Linked DNA regions of Mus musculus: region 2 is linked to region 1. Evidence: chromatin contacts called from public HiChIP or PLAC-seq data. All regions are on one chromosome and are shown on one strand. Each heading gives the region's core, a stretch centred on a gene start, on an enhancer-like site or on the middle of the called end of the contact. The rest is flanking DNA. Distances are from core to core; before and after follow the strand shown.

What was found. HiChIP or PLAC-seq counts read pairs in DNA pulled down with a chosen protein or histone mark.
Region 2: an H3K27ac HiChIP or PLAC-seq map of microglia shows a contact between it and region 1, with 6 times the contacts expected there. The contact joins two enhancer-like sites. A contact is called at or near these places in 1 of 484 Hi-C or Micro-C datasets (pancreatic cancer cells) and 1 of 115 datasets of contacts at active chromatin or transcription factors (microglia).

The regions. Positions count from the first base shown.
Region 1 is chr3:131,597,128-131,603,618 of GRCm38.p6, reverse strand. Papss1 (3'-phosphoadenosine 5'-phosphosulfate synthase 1) reads right to left here. Exons shown (of 12, transcript NM_011863.2): 6 at 3,641-3,754; 7 at 1,533-1,644. Among named protein-coding and RNA genes, the nearest start is that of Gm36917, 13 kb to the right of the region's middle. Within about 2 kb of position 1,973, at least 7 of the 459 cell types and tissues checked have an H3K27ac peak or open chromatin away from gene starts, as enhancers often do. A contact at or near this core is called in microglia, where this site is marked.
Region 2 is chr3:131,865,497-131,872,548 of GRCm38.p6, reverse strand. No RefSeq gene overlaps it. Among named protein-coding and RNA genes, the nearest start is that of Gm29865, 24 kb to the left of the region's middle. Within about 2 kb of position 3,853, at least 49 of the 459 cell types and tissues checked have an H3K27ac peak or open chromatin away from gene starts, as enhancers often do. A contact at or near this core is called in microglia, where this site is marked.

The sequences.
Region 1 (6,491 bases), core at 724-3,223:
CACAGAGAAACCCTGTCTCATAAAAACAAAAAAAACAAAAAATAGTAATAATCTGTACATCCCATTAAATGAATTAGACCAAGAACTCTATTTCTTTGGAAGGAAAATTAAATCTTTACTGAAAAGATTTAAATCACTATGTGTATCCCTGAGTGCACCTGCATGACAAAGGTATCTACCTTTACTTATTCACTTCCTTAGTGCGTGTGTGCTGTGTGCATGTGAGTAGGTGTATGCTTAGCCCAGGGGTGGATGCTGGGTGTCATGCTCTATGACTGCCTCCCACCTTGTTCCCTTGAGACAGAGTCTCTCATTACACTGGCATTCCAGGAGGGCTGGCTGGCCACCACGCTCCCAGGATCTGCCTTTCCACTCCTTGGCGCTGGGCTCACAGGCACACAGGGCCACGCCCAGCTTTTACAAGGTCTTAGCAATCTGGACTCAGGTTCCTGCTTTACAGCAAGGCTCTTAACCAAGGAGCCACTTACCCAGCCCTCCCCCTTTTTAATTACACTCTTATTACCGTCAGAATCAAACCAATGTCAGCTGTCACTGGCCAAGAAACAAAAGCAGCAATCAGTGGCTCCAATTAATCTAAACTGTGTTACCAGTGAGCCCAAGGCACCGTCTCCGTTCCCAGCCTGCGACGATGTGGATGTTTTGTTTTACTCTGGGTTTTTTGTTGTTGTTTGGTTTGGTTTGGTTTTGTCTTTTGCCGTAGATTCTCTTTACTGAGCCCTGGAAGTCCTGGAACTGGCTATCTATGTAAGGTTGGCTTCAAACTCACAGAGATCTACTTTTCTTGGCCTGTGTTAGGATTGAAGGTATGTGACCTGCCACCACGTCCATCTGTGTGTGTGTGTGTGTGTGTGTGTATAAGTCACTATAACATATGATAAAATGCACTGTCAGATTCCTATTTGAATTTATATATTAAAATAATTATACGTGTAAAAAATCATGAACAAAAAATATTTGGAAAAAGTTGTCAGCCATGAATGAATCTGTATGTACTTCCAAAATGACTAGGAATTATAAAACTCCTAAAAATTATGACATTACTAGGAATTAAGATGAAAAAGCAATAAGCCAATTTGCATTAAATTCCAGGCTGAGTCAAACAGCTAACTCCAAGGAGGACAATCAATATAATATTTAATCTTTACAGAAAACAAACACAGAAACAAAACAGCCCCTGACTCCACAGGCTTCGGAGAGCAATGGTTCCAGACGTGTGCCCTGAGGGAGGCAGCTCACCACGGTGGGCAGGCTAGCGTGGCACAGGGAAACAATGTGCTTTCAGGATTCACTTTCTGTCCTTCTGCCCCCACAATGAATAACACTCACGGGGAGGGAAAGTGGAAACGAGATCCCACGGTTCACTCAAAGTGTTCAGAACGAAAACAGCTTAGTCTTCATGACAGCTCTACTGAGAGAGGCGCCATGACTACCTTTACGAGACGTGACAAATACTTTAAACCATGCCATGCCTCCTCCACACACAACTCAATTTTTGACGTGGACTATCTTACCATCCAGAAGACAATCGAAATGGAGGCACTGCAAGTACTCCCTCTCTCTCATGAAGCCGTTCAGAGGAGTCGCCCAACCTTCTGCCAAAACCTGCACCCACTGCATATCCACCTAGTAAATGAGACAGTAAAAAAAACAACAACTTATTTCCAGTGTTTATGAACCCAAGCAGTAAAAAGTGATACATTTCAGCTGGAAAGTAATGGGGACAGACATAGCAGTGATGGTTGTGGATCCTACAAACCGAGGAAAAACTAAGAACTCTAGGAGAACAAGCTTTTCTCTAGCATATTCATAACACATCACCCGACACACTTCTACCAGGGACGGCCTCTCCAGTGGACCTCAAGCATCAATGTGTGTCAGGCAGCTTATGAGAGGGGTGTTACAACACATATTGCTAGATGGGCTTGGGGGTGCAAACTTGGGAGAGGTAGGCAGATTGCTGTGATTCAATGTGGCCTGGTATATATGGTAAGTCTCTGGCCAGTCAGGCTGTATGCTAAGGGCCTGTCTCAAAGCAAACAAACAAATGCAGATTGCATCACATTTAATTTCCAAGGCAATGGAAATTTTACAATTCTGCCAAGTTCCCAGAACTGTAGACAGTGAAGATCTGAAAACTCCATGCTGATAGTCACTATCCTAAATCAAAAAATACTTTAAACAAAATATTTACAACAGTCTCTCTCCCAGGGCCTTCACCTTACAAAGATCACTATTGCTTTTAACCTCAGGGCCTGTGGTACATCCCCTCAGAGCACTCAAGAACTTGTGAACCGCATATGTCATTCGGCAACGGCTCCCCAATGAGAGAAGGCTGAGCACATGGCCAATTGTGTGGAGTAAAACAGAGTCTCACATTTATTCCCAAAGCCTGTTGCCCAGTGTGTGCAAGGAGACACGAGGAATTGTACAGCCTCAACTCACAGGAGAAACTGTTTGTGGAGACGCTTTCTCCACTTGCAAGTTCCCCTTACTTAGCTTCCCTAAGCCATGACACTGGTTATTCCTTGTCTCAACCCTAGCTGGCCTCTGTGAGGAGCCTGTATCCCTGCAAAGGTCTTAGGTTGAAGCCTTAGCCTTCCATGACCAGAGAGGACTTGTGAGGAAGCGCGTCTTGTGGGTAAACAGAACAGAGCTGAAACCTTCTGGGCTGAAAGAAGTTTCCATTAGGCTTCCACAGTCCAATACACCCACAGATAGCTCTCTCTTCCCCTCTGTCTGTACAGACGCCCGTTCCTCCACCGCAGCGGCCGGGAGGGCTCTGCTTTATCCCGTCTCTCCCTGACGGGACCCAACCACGAAAACCCATCAAGTCTGACGCCTACCAAAGCTCTCAACACCATGGAAGAGTCTTTGGCCAGGCTGAGTCCAGTTCTGCATCCTCAGTACTGAGAGGACACGTCCTTAAGTATTCTAGAATCTTGTTCTTATGAACGAAGGGCTGAAGGAAAAGCCAACTTCTACTCCGTACACTTATCCTATACCTATGTGGGGTTCTCCTTGTTTTTTTCTTTTATATCTGTTTTTAAAATATGTAGAAATTGTACAATTTAAAGTTCCCTAAGATTTGAGACTAAGTTATGGCTTCCTCTCTCATCCTGTCTAGTTTAGCTCAGTGGCTGTTAATTAAGAAAGGCACCCGATGATACCATTAGGCAGAGATGTACAACAGAACCATTCCTAATTTGTCCATTTTTCTTCATATAAGGGAGAGTCAAGTGTTGAGCAGGAAATTGAGAAACATGTTAAAAGAGTAAAAGTTCATTTTAATTATTATGGATTAGCATTTCTTAATGCTTTAGAAACAATCCTTTCTCTTATGCCCCCCAAATCTCACATACTCTTTGTCCTTTGATATTTCAAAATAAACAAATGTAACTAAAAGCAAATCAAAGTCACGGTAATGTGGGAATATTGTACCCCATTAAACACACTGCCCATCCTTGCGAACTATGATATACACCACAACACCCTGACCCTGCTACTGCTACCCTGGCTTCAGACACAAGGCTAAGCCTCCCCCCAACCCCACCCCATTCATCATGCTAACAGCTCCACAGGAGGCTGCGTCCCTTGCTCTAAGAAGCAAAAGAGAACTTACTTTATTGATTTTCAGGGCTGGTAAGGCTTCTGCATCAGTTTTGGCCAAGTGAAGTTTATTCTCTGGCACATATAGCTCTTTCACTTCATAGGAAGCATCCACAGGGACGATGTCCTTCACAGCAACAAGAGGGAAATTAGACATTTCATCCAACAGTGCAGTTAGCCTTAAGAGACCAAGAAAAGTAAGCATTTCTGATGGAAAGGGGGCTTTCGGGCCACATTCCTTCTTCAACTTCTCTAATATTAACTGGTCTACTCCCCAGTAACACCTACTCTCAAGAAGTCAATATCATGTTCCATGATCTAGTGGGAAGGAATAAATTCCTAAAATCTACTCTGTGTCAGAACAGGCAACTGTAAACAGAGCTGATCCCAGATACAATGCGACAAAGATTTCAAACATGAAACAACCATGAAAATTCCATTTTCCATGTGTACCTTTATCCTTAGTGTCACTAAAACACCATTTTATTCATAAAATTAATATCCTAGAATGAGTCAAATTCCTCTCACAGTCATTGAAAACTAATATTTTTTTGATCCCGCATGAAATAGTCTGGACTTCTGCAAAGTTCCAAGTATGAGAGTGAGCCAGGCTTCGTTGCTGCTCATCCTCCATGAACTGTGTGTGTGAGCACAGAGAGCAGAGAGAAGCGTTTGTTTGCAGGCACGTGGAAGTGTGTGCATGATACAGCATAGCCTCTTAGACTGCTACTAGGAGAGCTTTACCAGGCTTGCTCCTAACATGTTACTGTGCTCTACAGAATTCTAAATAGGTTTGACCACTTTAACTCTTTAACATCGAGTCTGTCAGATCATCTCTGTTAGCACACAAATTACAACCAACTGTGGGCTTTTCATACATGTGCCCAAGCAATGCCTCATTATTCAAAATAAAAAAAAAATTCTCAAGAGAATAAGAGGACACAGCCATCGCCTAGGAAAAAGTCTTTGAAAACAAACAAACAAAAGACTGTTCTCCAAAATCAGCAAGAAACCTTAAAACACAAGAAAAACAAAACCTGCGTGCATCGGTTCAAAGAAGGTTGTTTAAATGCACATCCTTTCCAAAGCAACTTACAGATCCAATGCAGTCCCCACAGCACCTCTGACTTCCTTGACAGAGGTAGGAAACAAACCTAAAACCAGCAGCAGCAGCAGCTACAGAGACAGCCCTGGATGGACGCCTCACTGAAAATACACTGATGGCAAATAATCCTATGAAGATGGTCAGCGTCACACTATCCCTACCAGAACAGCCAAATACATGGCACAGGATGGCACTACGCACTGGTGAGGAGGGCAGAGCAGGAGCTTATGCCCATGGCCAGTGAGAAACACAGAGGCACAGAACCTGTGATATGCCAGCACACATCAATCCAGAGCAAGAGATGGAGGGGGCTCCCATACAAATGACCGAATGAAAGAAGTCAACCTGCAAAGGCATGATGCCTACTGTACAGCATCGGTGTTATCAGGAAGCTAACATTTCTATTAAAGGAAGTGGCCTTTAAAAGCACAAAGCAGCAATCATCAAAGTAATTCAAACCAAAATATTCATGGAAGAATCAGATTCTCTTTGTGAGCATATGTACGTGTGTGCATGTTCATGTGTGTATGTATGTATGAGAGTACACATGGAAACCATCACCAAGTGTCTTCCTCAGTCACTCTTCATTGTGTGTGTGTGTGTGTACATTTGTGTGTACATGTGTGTACGTGTGTGTGTGTGTGTGTGTGTGTCGGGGTGTGTGTGTGTGTGTGTGTGTGTCGGTGTGTGTGTGTGTGTGTGTGTGTGTGTGTCGGTGTGTGTGTGTGTGTGTGTGTGTGTGTGTGTGTCGGTGTGTGTGTGTGTGTGTGTGTGTGTGTGTCGGTGTGTGTGTGTGTGTGTGTCGGTGTGTGTGTGTGTGTGTGTGTGTGTGTGTGTCGGTGTGTGTGTGTGTGTGTGTCGGGGTGTGTGTGTGTGTGTGTGTGTCGGGGTGTGTCGGGGTGTGTGTCAGTGTGTGTGTGTGTGTGTGTGTCAGTGTGTGTCAGTGTCGGTGTGTGTCGGGGTGTGTGTGTGTGTGTGTCAGTGTGTGTCAGTGTTTGTGTGTGTGTGTGTGTGTCGGGGTGTGTGTCAGTGTGTGTGTGTCAGTGTGTGTCAGTGTTTGTGTGTGTGTGTGTGTGTGTGTCGGTGTGTGTCGGGTGTGTGTCGGGGTGTGTGTGTGTCAGTGTGTGTGTGTGTGTGTGTGTGTGTGTCAGGGTGTGTCGGGGTGTGTCGGGGTGTGTGTCGGTGTGTGTGTTTGTCAGTGTCCAGGGGCGGGGGAGAAGCTTCAGGTCAGCGGTTTATACGGAATGCCTGACTTCGAGAATGTATCTCAGAAGGGAAATCACACACAGCAGGAAAAGTAGACGATCCTTCTTTAAAGGCAGATAGGCAGCGTAGGCTCTGCTCTCCACGTGGACTTTCAGTGAGAAAGGTGTGTTGGCAGGAGCTGGGAGTGGGCACAGTGAAACACCCTAAATCCTCCCATGTCACTTGCCTAGTACACTATTTAACTGCTCTCTGCCATGGGCGCATTACAGGGTGAATGGCCTGTTGTCAGTCTCTACCAAGCCTGTGAAAGTCCAGAAACCCCTGTCCCTGAGGGACAGCAGGATCCACCTCAACCAGCTGAACACACCCCACATGTTCAGCTGGATAGGCAAGGCCCCAAAGTCACATTAAGCCATACATGTAATTGGCAGCTGCAACATAAAAGAACCAAAATCCTCTCCACTGAGAAATGAACGCTGAAAGTATCAATTACATAAAAGGCCAGGTACTCATTAGGCTTCTGTAAAGACAATTACCGTCAAGTTCACAGAAA
Region 2 (7,052 bases), core at 2,604-5,103, 270 kb before region 1:
AAAATCAAAGCTCTGTACAGCTAAGGAAGCAACAGAGTAAAAAAGAGACCCAGGCGGTGAGAGCCTTTGCCAGTTATCACCTGAAAGAGGATTAATATCTAGGACATACAAAGAATTCAAAACAGCAATGACTCAGGGGGGAAAATGACTCAGTTAAAAAAATACACTAAGGATTTAAATGGAGAGTTCTTGATAGAAGAAATTAAAAGGTGAAGAAGAAATAGCTCAAAAGTTGTCATCATCTTTAGTAATTAAGGGAGTGTTAATTAAAACAACTCTGAGATTTCATCTCACCCTAGTCAAAATGGCTTAGCTAGACAAGATGATTAGCAACCAAGGCTTGTGAATTCCTTTGCTCTTGGTAGGGGTCAAATCTGTGTAACTACCCTGGAAATCAATATGAAGAATCTTCAAAAAGCTAAAAATTAACCTCCCATGTAACCCAGCTATAGCACTCCTGGGCATGTGTCTAAAGGAGTTCACATCCTACTCCTTAAATACTTGCTTAGCAGTGTTTTGAGCTATACTTTCCACAATAGCTAGGAAACAGAAACAACCTAGAAGTCCTTTGATGGATGAATGAATGGAGAATAGAAATGTGATACATATATATAGTGGATTTGTATTCAGCTATAAAGAAAAGGTTAAACCATGGAATTTTGGAATTTGTAAATGTATGGACCTAGAAAAGATTATACTTAATGGGGTAACCCAGACCCATAAAGACAAATGTCATTGTTTTCGCTCCTCTGTGGTTCCTAGCTTCAAATCCTCACACCTCAGTATATAATATGGAGTAACCACTGAAACCAGGAAAATACAAATAGACCATGGGAAAGTTCTTGGGAGGGGAATAGCAGGATACAGGTGATAAAAAGCAGGAAACAAAGTAACTGGGAGATGGCTCCAACTGGGGAAATGGGGGGAGGTTATTTCAAATTTACCTAAAATTACACCAAAAAGTGTGTGTGTGAGTATCTGATCTGTGCTGAAAGCCTCTTTCTTGTGATCCAGTTTCCAGAAAAGTCTATGTAAGCTGCTAAAGGAGGAAAACAAACAGCCCCACACAGCTGTGATACCTGCGAACCTTAGCTAGTACCAGCATGGCAAGAGACACGAGGAGCTGTAATAAGTGGTATCAATCAATAGCTCTCTAATTGGACTTAAGGCCCACTCAACAGAAGGGAAATCATACCCAGTACTAGAAACCTAGCCAGCTTCTTGGGGACATCAAGATCATGGACCTTAACCAAGAAATCTACTACCGCCATTTTAGACAGACCAGCATAATTCCTTACTACATTCTAAATCTTATCCTTAAACCCACAGGAAAGTGTAACTACCACCCCTCGTCAGAGAAGCCTTTCCTCACAACAAATGGAGACCATCACAGAAGCCACACACAAGTAGACACAATGCAGAGATCAACAGATCATGAGGAGCTCCGCCCCAATGGAGATGCCTACATCACATCCCCTGCATTACAGCCATGGGCTCAGGGATCATTATAGAAGAGCAGGCAGAAATACTTTGAGAGCCAGAATACCAATAAGTCTGTTAAACACGGTCTCTCCTAGAAATATTTTCATAAAAAGACTGGAAAGAAATTTACAGAATCCTGCCCATAGATAAGAACTAACTGCAGCTTATGACTTAAGGAATAATGACAAGTACCCTCTCCCCGTGATGAGCACCCTGATTGGCTGTCCAATTAGAGTCATCCTGAAGCCATACACATAATAACAATAAAAACAGACTCAGCGGGTTTTATACATATATGTGTGTGTGTGTGTGTGTGTATACATACATTCATGTTTGTGAATGTATGTGTGTGTGCACGCGAGTGCATGTGTGTGAATATATAAAATCAAAGAGAAAGAGTCTCTCAGCTTGACAGTGATGGAGGACGGGGCAGGAGAATTCATTCAAGGGAGAGTAGCTAACTGAGAGGCGCTAGAGTGAGAACAGGCAAAAGGGAGAGTGGTTAATTCTATTTCAATTAAAAACTTTACACAGAAATAAAATATGGACTTATTCTGAACCACAGCAACCAATGTTGCAGCAGCAAATAAAATTTGTAAATGCAAGTGACTTTGAGTGACAGCTTAAGCTAGTTTAGAAGGTGTCTGTGGATGCAGGGTATGCAGTAAGTAGAAAATAGCTTGGCTTCAGGAAGCTCGAGAATTAGTTATGAAAGATTTAGTGAGTGAAAAGCATGCTGGAGTCCAGTCCTCTCAAATATTCGTCTTCATTTCTACTTATTAAGAAGCCGTGTCCACCAGGGAGAGATATAGAGAACAGGAAATGAGGTCATCCTGCTCCTTCTTATTGATGTGGTCCTATTGCAAACTCCCTTCTGAAAGTTCAGCGCTTTGCAGGACTATCCCTTAATACCGAACTTGCAAATTTAATCTATGCAAAGAACCACTTTGAAAGGAAATTTTTACTTGATTGTTTACAAAATTATTAAGTAGGTCCTTAGTATCTTCTTTTTATACCTTACAGGACCTACCTTAAATCATAGTATCATGCTGCCCACATCCTTAGACTGAATCTTCCCACTTTGATTAACTGAGACAATATCATCTTTCACAGTCATGTCTGGAGACTTGTTTCTATGGCGACTCTATATCCTGCCACCGTGCTATGCATCTAACCAATGAGCTATATGGAGCTTCAAAGCTATTGATTAGTTTAAAGCAGTGGTTCTTACCTGGGGACACTTTGGGCAATATCTGGAGACATTTTAAGTTTGAGCTGTCTTTTATGACTCCTCAGGAAAGTCTCTACCAGTCTCGCATGTCCTATGTCATCTGTAAGCCCTTCCAGACATTGACCATTTTACTAATGATGTCCTCACTCCAGACCTGAGCCTGAACCAAATGCTTATATAACTCCTTCTGCTCTTAACTTACAAAAACTATTTAGCCGATTTGAGGCCATGGTATAACTCTGAATCTGCCCAAGTCTGCAATTATTACTTAATGTAAATCCTCCCAGCTTATTCAAAAATAAAACAGAAAGAGGAAGTTCAAGCAAAGCCAGGAAGAACCAGAGGGCCTCTCAAGCTCCACTTGGCCATTATTTGTAAATATCATGCTGTCTACAACCCGAGAAAATTGTCAAATACAGGAATACTTTCTCTCATGAATTAGCACCTCTAGTACAACTACAGAAAACAGGAAAGCGGTGAGCGGTGAAGTGAAGGAAGTATGATAATAAGTTCTTTGGAACAGTTTGCTTTGTGAGCTATTGTTTATGCAAATCAAGATTAGTAGGTCTTATCTGTCAAGTTAAACAACATTAAAATAAACTCAGTAAGATGGCATGCCAAGTGTTTTAGAACATGAAGCAACTCCAGCATCTAGGGTCAACGCTGGTGACATTTCCACAATTTCTCCAACCTGTTTTCTAACATTTTGCCTTTTAACCTAAGTTGATAAAGGAGCCGGGACAGTAACAGGATGGAGGCATGAGATGGAGAGTTAGGATGATATAAAGGGGACGGGGTAGTAAATGGAAATGTTTTCCATTTAAAAGAGATAGTAAACCCCTTCTAAGAATCAGAATACAACAGCTCCAAATGCGAACTTGCCATTGCCAAACCCAACTTCCCAGGTGTTTTTCCTTTTCCTACAGAGACAAGACTGTCAGGGCGTCAAGCACCTGACTGAACCCTGCACACTGCACTGTGAATTCCAGGCCTGTGTGTGTCGTTCTAGCCATCTGTTTCCAATTGAACATGCTATTTCTCTCCAGATAGCTTTACAAATAGCTAAGCGCACTTTAGGTGGTGACCCAACCAGGAAGGATGTGTCAGACTGCTGAGCTGCGGTACTGCTTGCAAACAGTGTCTGCACAGGCAAATCATGGCCAGCGGCTCATCCTGACCAGGCATTCCCGCGCAGTGAGCACACACTGAATCTGAATGGGCCATTTCACTCTAATCATTTACAAGATCTACAGGTAAAATCTGGGCAACCTCATGAATATGGAATTTTTTATGGAAATGAATATTAAATTTGGAATGTAGAAGGAGGAAGAAGCAACAGATGTAAAGGAGCAAGAAGAGGGGAAGGAAGAGGAACCAGATGGGTAACGCCCTGGTGAAAAACAGAGATGACGTGCAGCACAGTCATCCTCTTGGTAGAAAGAGAAGTATTGTGGTCGGAGGGAGAATTGGTGCCCAGCTTTGTCTTTTCCTAGCCCCCTTTATTCCAGTTCCTTGCTCTACCTCACTCTCATGCTGACTCAGAGACATTAGAGCCCCCAAAGGACCTTATTTGTCATGGAACAAACTGTGAACTGCACAGCAGAAAATAGACCCAACCATGAAATCACATCGGATTTGAATGGTTTGTGCTTAGAAAAAAAATGGAGAAAGGGGGGAAGGAAAGGAGGTAGGAGAGAAAAACGAGACAGATGAAACTTAAAAAGTTCTCAAGATGTTCACAGGAAAAGTCAGCAGCAAGACATGCTGGTGCAGAGTACTGATTTGCTATTAAAAATTCAAGAACAGTGCAGAAAGTTCCATTGTGTAAGTAAATCACCATTGGACCATCCAACTAGAATTAAATCTGTATCAATTTCCATGAATTTTAAAAGATCCAGGTTGACTAAGGTGTGTGAACACACATGTGCTACTGCTGTTAAGTCAGCATGCGCAAACTGCACAGGTTCTCTGTGCGTGCCCCAAACAATGACCATTAATGTGAAAAGAGAACTCACAAACTATTTGCAAAAAGGGAAGAAAGGAATGGGACGGGGAAGAGTGGATTTTATCATTGTTCCATTGCTCTAAGACCAAAGGATGTGCTGAGGCACAATTTTATATGGCAGCTCAAGTGAAAGGATTATTTACATAATTGGTATTTCCAGGTCATCCAATAAGGTCTTTGTAAACATCAATCTGACTGAAATCAATGTGTTCATAAAATAACCCTAAGTCATCTCTTATACCCTAACCACCTCTGATAGAAAATGCCTCATACTCTTGGTAGATGGTGGAAGTAATTATATGTACTTTGTCATAATACTACACTTGTACATAGTTGGCCGGTTCTTCCAGATATTAAGGCACTGAGTCATTTCCAAACCCAAAGGCTTAAACAGATCCCTACGTAAGCACATCAGCTTGGGCGATGTGTTAAATTTGCACATGTGAGTAATTAGAGTGTAATTTAATACAGAATTCCCTGAGCAAATCTGTGTCTTCAACTTCCTACAAATGAAAGAAAGAAAGAAAGAAAGAAAGAAAGAAAGAAGAAAGAGAGAGAGAGAGAAAGAAAGGAAGGAAGGAAGGAAGGAAGGAAGGAAGGAAGGAAGAAAGAAAGAAAGAAAGAAAGAAAGAAAGAAAGAAAGAAAGAAAGAAAGGAAGAAAGAAAGAAAGAAAGAAAGACAGACATACCAGGTTTGGGAAACTTTTGTTTACTTGCAAATACACTTTGTAGTAAAAGTATCAACCAAAAATGCAAAAGGTAGAAAGAACCGAGGACTCTAAATAGGGCAGGAACATGCCACTGTAGTTAAGTCTCAGCAAGCAGACTAGGACAAACATAATTGTCTTCATCGAGATGTACCTTAAGATGTAGCATCAGTAATGCATTATAAGTTCAAAGGGCTACCTTCAAAAATAGATACTACTTTTAAGCACTCAAAATATAATTTCTATATAGTTATACTTGAAATAAGTATTTAGAAAATGAGTATAAAATGCTAGTTATATCCCTTGAGTTCAATGTTCAATGTGTGTATATTTATTCTAAAATAAATATTTTAAAATATTTTTTTACAGTTGATTCGATGAATTCAACCTAGGGGCTAAAAAAAAATGACTAGGAAATTAGAGGATACAGGAGGAGAAAGAGCTGGAAGCTACAATGTTTTAACAGTAAGGTTCTAGGGTAGGAAACAGAGAAAGCTCTGAGTGTGAGTTGTTGAGAGTGACTGTCCCTCACTGACCGGGGTACAGCCATGACAAGGAACAAGGTCCCAGACCCATAGGAAATTGGCCAAGCCTTTTTCCTGTGGGTCAAGCTTGACACGGTCAAAACTTCTTTCTTTAGTCCAACTATGACTGCTTACTGAAGACTGATCAAAGTGTGCAAAAATGATCAACTGTGGCTCCATACTCTCAAGACCACTCACCTACAGAAACTTCCTACCAAAACTGGTTAGCCTCACCCCAGAGTGATGATCATAGCCTTCTGAAACTCTAGGGTCTCTGTAAACGTCTATAAGTTGTCTTGGTCATGGAGTTTTGTCACAGCAATAGAAAAACAAATAAAACATCAAGTAAACCAAAGTATGCAATAGTGGCACTTATATCTCAGGGGTAATGAGTAGCTAGCTTATGAAACTTAAGGTTCACTCAATAGGAGGGAATTCATTGCTGCCACTATAAAGCTAGTCAACTGTCCATAGCTAAAGAGTTCTTGGACCTCAGAGAAGAATCTAGTTCTGCTACATTCCTAAACCCGTATAATTTCTAACTATACTATAAATGTCTTTCCTTACATCTACAGATAAGTGCAGACCTTATAGCTTATCTTATAAGCTTCCAAAGAAGATTCACATTGTTGCAGATAGAGCCCAGCAAAGAAGTCCACAACTGGTCAAAATGCCGAAAACAACTGGTCGTGGGTTCCCATCTCCAATTGCTACATCTTCAATAAAATCTTTCCATCTAAGGCTCAGAAAATACCATGGAAGAAGGCGTAGAAATATTATCACAGGACCAGGAAGTCAACTACGGGAAGGTATATTCTCTATATGAAAGGGGGCTACACTTGTGAAATCTTAACAATGTGGTCACCTACACAGAACCTGCACAATGACATCAGCAGTTGACAACCATAATGGCTGTGGAAAATCTCACAAAGCTCTACCCCTAAATAATGAGTTACAAACATTTAATGGCTACTAAAAGAGGGAGAATAAGTCTTCTCTGGGGTCAAGCAGTCTTCAAACAGTTCAAACAGGAATGATTCCAAACACTCATTCCTAAACACATATGTATAGGAGCACTAAATGGACAGAGCAGGGTATATTTA